Linked DNA regions of Mus musculus: region 2 is linked to region 1. Evidence: chromatin contacts called from public promoter capture Hi-C data. All regions are on one chromosome and are shown on one strand. The core of a region is the stretch at or near the end of the contact, and the rest is flanking DNA. Distances in the headings are between cores, read along the strand shown. Region 1 holds the start of Gtsf1 (gametocyte specific factor 1). Region 2 holds the start of Ppp1r1a (protein phosphatase 1, regulatory inhibitor subunit 1A).

What was found. Capture Hi-C pulls out chosen DNA fragments and counts their contacts.
Region 2: a contact with region 1 is called in a promoter capture Hi-C map of liver. The contact joins the promoter of Ppp1r1a here to the promoter of Gtsf1 in region 1. A contact is called at or near these places in 2 of 484 Hi-C or Micro-C datasets (both in embryonic stem cells), 3 of 115 datasets of contacts at active chromatin or transcription factors (all in embryonic stem cells) and 4 of 9 other capture datasets (adipose tissue, embryonic stem cells, liver and 1 more).

The regions. Positions count from the first base shown.
Region 1 is chr15:103,429,003-103,432,476 of GRCm38.p6, forward strand. Gtsf1 (gametocyte specific factor 1) reads right to left here and starts at 1,425. Exons shown (of 9, transcript NM_028797.1): 1 at 1,354-1,425. Gm52195 (a long non-coding RNA gene) reads left to right here. Exons shown (of 4, transcript XR_003951567.1): 2 at 483-525.
Region 2 is chr15:103,536,274-103,539,340 of GRCm38.p6, forward strand. Ppp1r1a (protein phosphatase 1, regulatory inhibitor subunit 1A) reads right to left here and starts at 1,719. Exons shown (of 7, transcript NM_021391.3): 1 at 1,522-1,719. The coding sequence starts at 1,605.

The sequences.
Region 1 (3,474 bases), core at 175-2,674:
CTTTTTTAAGAGACAAGGTTTCTCTGTATAGTTTTGGCTGTCCTGGAACTCAATATGCAGACCAGACTGACCTTGAACACACAGAGATCCACCTGCCTCTGCCTCCTGAGTTCTGGGATTAAAGGCATTTTCAACCATACCCAGCTTAGTAACTTTTCTTAATCATGATCAGAAAACGTCACACCAATATTCTCTCTTTCTAGCCATTTTTCATTTTGTTCCTCTCATTTCTATATAATAACAAGATAAATACTGTTTTAGTCAGTACTGATTACTTAACTGCACTGAGGGAATATATGTGAATGTTAAAAAAATTAAGAGCTCATAGAGAACATCTAAGAGAACAAATATAACAAACATGAAAAAAATTAAAAGAGGAAATGTCTCTGAGTTTGAATTCTCTTTTACTGGAATCTCTATTGAACACTGATTTAGTTCACGTATTATGGGAAAACTAATTTTGTATATAACCTCTCCCATAGGAATCTTCTGAAAATTGGATGCACATACAGCTGTTGTCTCTAGGTAAGCTCTCCTTTGGCCTCTCACAAAAATTCCACACCCCCTTCCCCCCCATTCTATGACATAGGCAGCATTAGAACCTTTGTTAAGCAATAGGGGTGATCAACTAAACTCTAGTTTCGGACTTTGCTCCAGAGCCCATTTGTTAATGGCAATCATTGGGGAAACTATCTGAGAATTAGTTAAACTATCTTAACCCGTATGGAACTTCTACTACAGTTATGTCATACTTTGTTAAAAATAAAAAAAGGTTTTAAGGAAAAACCAAGAATTACATTATTATTATTATTTTGAAAAAGATGAGTAAAGATATTCAGCGACTTAGAGAGCTGACCTATTCTTTCTTAGCAAACAGACTGATTCCAAGTAGGCCAAGGACGCTGGAACTCATAACACCATCATTCAGCTGTCTCTTATCTTCCCCATCAAATTGTTAACAGGTGATTTGATTCCTTTCCCCCAATAACAGGCTGTCGGTGAATTGGACAAAGTGAGAATTTGAAGCTACTGTTTAAACTCTGAAAAAAGTTGCAGGTCTCAGTAAAACAGTAATTTCTTTCCCCTTACAAAAAAGGACTCCCCCACCCCCCACCCCTCATCCCTCACCCCAGATTTAAGGAGATTCAAGCAAAAAGAACCAGGAGGAGGTTACCTAGAAAACAAGGCAGAAAAAGGTACCAGGCAGCCCGTCGAGCAGACGATGGCCGACGCAGCTGTTGTTCAGGGCTTAAGGCTGAAAAGTGAGGGAAGACACTACTTCGAAGGTATCTGCATGAACGGCTTACAAGGGCTGACCCGAGCCAAGACCCTACCACCTTGCCTCTTTCCTACCTCAGTCCAGAAGCTCTCCCCACCGCCGACTTCGCCTCACAGCCAGGCCCCGGCAACGCCCACTTCCGGCCTGATGCCAGGGCGTGGCCGCACTTCCTGTGACTGTGGCTTGCGCAGGCCCAGTGCATCACGGCCAACGCCTAGGCTATCCTTTTTCTTTGGCTCACCCTCCTGCCCAAGGCGGCTTCTTGGGGGTCTTCGGCATCTTTGCTTTTAGCCACTAACCTTCCTCTACTCCCCTGGCCTAAAGGGTCCTACATGGGTGGAGAACTTCCTTTGGTGACTTTTGAGCAGCCATTTTAGAAAAATCAGGGAAAGAATGGGACTGGTTGGTGTAGCGAGCTGTTTGTCAGGAAGCCTTGTTTGTGGAAGTTGATGAGAGACTTGAAAGAAATGAGAGACTTGTTGATGAGACAGAAATGTAATTTAGATTTTGAGAGTTCAAAAGAAGAATGATGGAGACAGGTACAACAGTTTAAAGAAAAATCAAAGCGGGCAGGGATTTTGTGTCCATGTAGGCTCTCAATTGAAAAGGCAGCGAGAGTCTCAGAATAGTTGGGAGTATGATACAGTGTTGGTGGGACTGAAGGGAGTTTTAGGCTACAGAGGACAGATTGGTCAAAGAACTCAAAACAGGAAACTCAAAACACTGCGAGCTTTGTTTAGAAAACACACCATTCTAAAACTTTATATACCTACCTAAATATACTTGTCCACAATGTTCTTAGGGAAACAGGTACTAAATTGGACTGATGATCAAATGGGAGTACAACATATGCCAGGAAGTGGTAGACTGTAAATTGCTATAAGGAAGAAATTAGTAGGGCCTGAGATGACCTGGGGAAGCACTAGGGAGAAAAAGGATTTATACTGTAAACTTTATACTATAAATTTAGGCTATAAATTTTATAGCCTTTGAAAAGGTGTTGACACTGTGGGTAGATCTGGCAACACTGTTTTAAAAACATTGAGTTGTAAAAATACATCGCTAGAAAATTTTGTGCTGTCCAAAGCTAGCAGGCAGCCTATAGTTGGCTGGCTGCTGAAATACTGAGACTTCTGACACATTTTAGTGGGTAAGAGTCTAAATACAGAAAGGAAATCAGAATAGCAAAACCAAGGTATCTTTGGTAAATAGAATCTTGGGAATGTGACATTTTATTTTTACATGATGAATATGTAGATGAATTACCAGCTTTGACCCTCTCCAGGCAGCAGGCTAAAAAGTGTATGCTTCACAGAATAAGAACCTAATAAGAGCTTCGGGGTAGAGGCAACAAGCCTGTCACCTCAGCACTTGGGAGGCTGATGCAAGAGGATTGCCATGGATTGGAGACCAGTTGGGAGAGCCTAAACCACAGAGTAACTAAAAAACAAAACAAAACAAAACAAAACAACAAAACAGAAACAAAAAACCCGAACCCACTAAACCAGGACAAACCACTAACTAACCAACCAAAACACTGAAAAGAATTTGTGGATAGGAGATGGGCTTAAGACATTCTTATTGCAGGATAATGGTTCTTGGTTATGTCTGTGTACTAGAATCATCTGGGGAATGCTTAAGACACACCATGAAGCTGGGTGACGACACAGTTTTTAATCCCAGCACTCATGAGGCAGAGGTAGGTGATCTCTGAGTTCAAGGCTAGCCAGGGCTACATACAGAGAGAAACCCTGCTATAAAAAAAACCAACCAAACCAACAAACCAACCAAAGACCCAGCCCCTCCCCACCCAAGACAGACCATGTAAATTCCCCTCCTTGACCAATTAATCAGAAGAGAGCCAGGCATAGTTCTTTTAAAAACTTACCCAGATGATTCTAATGTGTGTCCAGACTAAGAACCGCTGATTTAGGCACTGACTTGAATTTACAAAAGCATTTCTTTCACCTGGATGGCCTGGATGATTCACAGAAACAAGCTGTTAAGTTCTTTTTTCAGAGACAAATTGCTTCATTGAAAACTTAGCACAAAGCATTTTAGGAAAAGCTGATTCTCTGTCTCTGGCAACTTCATTTCAGATTGTTAGGAAACAGCTTAAAACAATTCTTTTGAGATCCCGAATTTTGAATTTCTCGCAATATCATTGGTGTAGAATTAGTGAGGTCAGAGTGGTT
Region 2 (3,067 bases), core at 469-2,968, 110 kb after region 1:
AGCCCTCCTTCAAACCCCCTTTTTTTTTTTTTTTTTAGATTTATTTATTTATTATATGTAAGTACACTGTAGCTGTCTTCAGACACTCCAGAAGAGGGAGTCAGATCTTGTTACGGATGGTTGTGAGCCACCATGTGGTTGCTGGGATTTGAACTCTGGACCTTCGGAAGAGCAGTCGGGTGCTCTAACCCACTGAGCCATCTCACCAGCCCCTTCAAACCCCTTTGACACCAAACAGAAGCAGGTGTCAGGTCCTGTCTGCCATTGGGAGGCAGATCTCAGAACCTCTGGCTCCCACAGTCTCCACTTCTGGGCCTGCTTTCCTGTTTCAAAAGTCGTCTGAGCCAATCTGCTGTTTCTGGGCATAGGCATAGTCCATAGAAACAGTCTTCATTCTCCTCATCTCATGTGTGTGAGGTCTCAAACTCCCTCTCCAGCCCCTTGGTCCCCAGGTAGGGAGAGGAGAAGCTGGGTACCTGCTCCTCCCTGGATCTGAGAAGTAGAAGTTTCAAAGTGTACACCTGCTGGGTCCCTTTTCATCCACACCCAATTCTATGAATCGGCTCTAGCAATGTGGAAACCTTTTTCTCCTGCTCATCCCCAGAGGTCTGATTCTTTCAGGTGGAGAGCTTGACAGTGAGTGGCTGGGGGCAGGAGTCCTGGGGAGCTGGATGCTCTTGGGGAGGGATGGTCTTCACAATCCAGGGAATGCAAAAGAAGGCAGGCTGCAGATAGTAGCCCCTTCCATACGCTCACTGACGCTGACACACACTGCTCACTCACACACTGCCGCCTCTGCCAGGCTGCTCAGAGCTAAAAATAGGCCAGGCCAGGAGGCTGGGCCAGGGCCCTGCACTCCCACCCGATGAGCCAAGCTTTCTTGGTGGCTTGCTCGTGGCTAAGCTTGGACCCCAGGCCCAGACGCTCCAGATCGCCGCGCTGCGCCCCGCATCTCACCCCCACTCCCTACTCCATAGGGCAGAGTTATACCCAGGTCCCACGTGCTCTGACTTGCAGAAGGGAACATCAGCTTGCAGACCCCTCCACCCTCCCCCGTCCTTGCTCTAAAACTCCTCCATAGCTGTTCTCATCCCTTTGGGTGCCACACTCAGCCTCCAGATGACACGGAGGGGAGGAGAGCTGTCTCTTCTGCTCACTCGCCGCCCCCCGCCCGCAACATCCTCCCGGCAGTACCCTTCAGCTTACCAATGCCACTTAGCCGGGAAACTCTGGGGGTTGACTGGGTGTGAGGGGCTGTAAGGTCGCCAGTGAGGGAGGAGGGGTCGTGTCCCTATGGCTGGGCTGGGAGTGAACGATGCTCTTGGAGACACCCGCCACAGGGACCCATACTGGTGACCGAGGTGTGGCCTCGCTGTTGGGGGAGGGTATGGAGACCCCCATAAACTGGGCGAGTGCGTTCCTGAAGAGGTGTGGTGCCGCGCTGGGGCAAGGCAGGGATTCAAGTCTCACGGCCAGGTCCCCAGTCCTTCGCCGAGTCCTGCTGCCCCGCCCTGCCTGTACCTGCTCCGCCGCCTCCGGGTCCAGGTGAGGCTCCAGCAGCGGGACCGTAAACTGGATCTTCCGTGGGCTGTTGTCGGGCTCCATGGCTCCCGGTCAGGCAGCGGCGGACCTCGGGCTGGGGCGGGCGCGCTCCCTCTCTGTTGCGCTCCGGCCCTGGCCCCAGCCCGGCGCTCGGCTTGCAGCTCCTGGCTCGGCGCGCCCCGCTCCGCTTGGGGACTGTGTTGTTGCGGATTGGCTCGTCACCGTCCCTCCCGGCCCCCTCCTCCCCCAGTCCCGAGCCTTAACCCCGTCGTGGCTGTGCTGGCGGCTGTGCAGGTCGCCGCCCCTCAAGCTAAGGATCCAGACCCCGGTTGGTCGCTGTCCTAGACCACCCGCGGGCCGGCATCCAGGTATTTTAGAATTCTGGGCAGGGGGTGGGTGTGGAAAGGTTTTATCAAGAACTTCTTCAAGCTGGTGCAGGTTTCATGGTCTGGAAAAAAGAAAGGACACAGCTCCAGAGGTAGATTATGTTTATGATCTAAAGGAGATTTCACAAAGAGAAAAGATTGAAAGGAGATTTAGGTACACAGCAGGAGGGATTAAAGTTAGACTGGGAGGGAACTTCCCCTTGAGGCCAATTACTAGAGTGGATGTGAAAACTTTGAGGGCAGGTGCGAGCTTTGGCTACTGTTCAGGGAACACTCCTGGACAAGAGAGAGAAGAGGGGAAGCTCTCAGAGAGTCGGCAGAGTAAGACTCTTTGGAGTGTGAGTGGACCAAGGGCTTGGGGAGAGGGCCATTTAGGGTAAAGAAGAAGCCATGGAGGTGAAAGCCAATCCTGCTTGTGAAATAGATTTCACTTTCTGCTTGCTACATTGTGAGCTGCAAAGTAGGTGAAAGGCCTTTAAGGGGATTACAGGGATGGGGATGGGGAGTGGAGGACACCCCACCGGGGTGGCCTGTTTACAGATGGCTGGTGTCCACTTTCACTGTTGGCAGGACAATGAAAATGCTCTGCCCTGCTCTGTCGTGACTATTGGCATGGAAGTTAGACTACTAGAAGAACTTACTGGGTTGGTATGGGATCAACATGCCACTCGGTACTAACCAGTGAAGGCGACAGGATATTCATAGGAACTGAAGTGCTCTGTACTAGGGTTAGGGTCACTAGACAGAGAGAGGTGGGTGCTGGAGAGGTGGAAGGGTTCCTAATGTATTCAGGAGGCACAGTGGAACTGAGATAGAGAAGGAGAAGGCCTATAGTGCTGAAGGGGGGGTATGGAAGTACGGGGAGATCAGTTTCTTTGTAGTCTTAAACTGAACAGAGGGCAGGGTCTATCTAGGTTTAAGCTTGGCTCCAGGGGAATGGGGCCTTGGTCATCCCCCACTCTAGGGGGCAGCTTTAAACCTCAGTCTGGAGTTCTCTGGTGTGTTTTCCATGGCCCCTTCCCCTCTTCCCTCCAAAAATAGCCCCACCCTCACCCCCTTCCTCCCCTAGGGATCCTTTTACACAGCAGACAGGCTCAGCTTTCTCCAGGGCAAGGCCAGGTTGCAGCCACTCAGCAGCC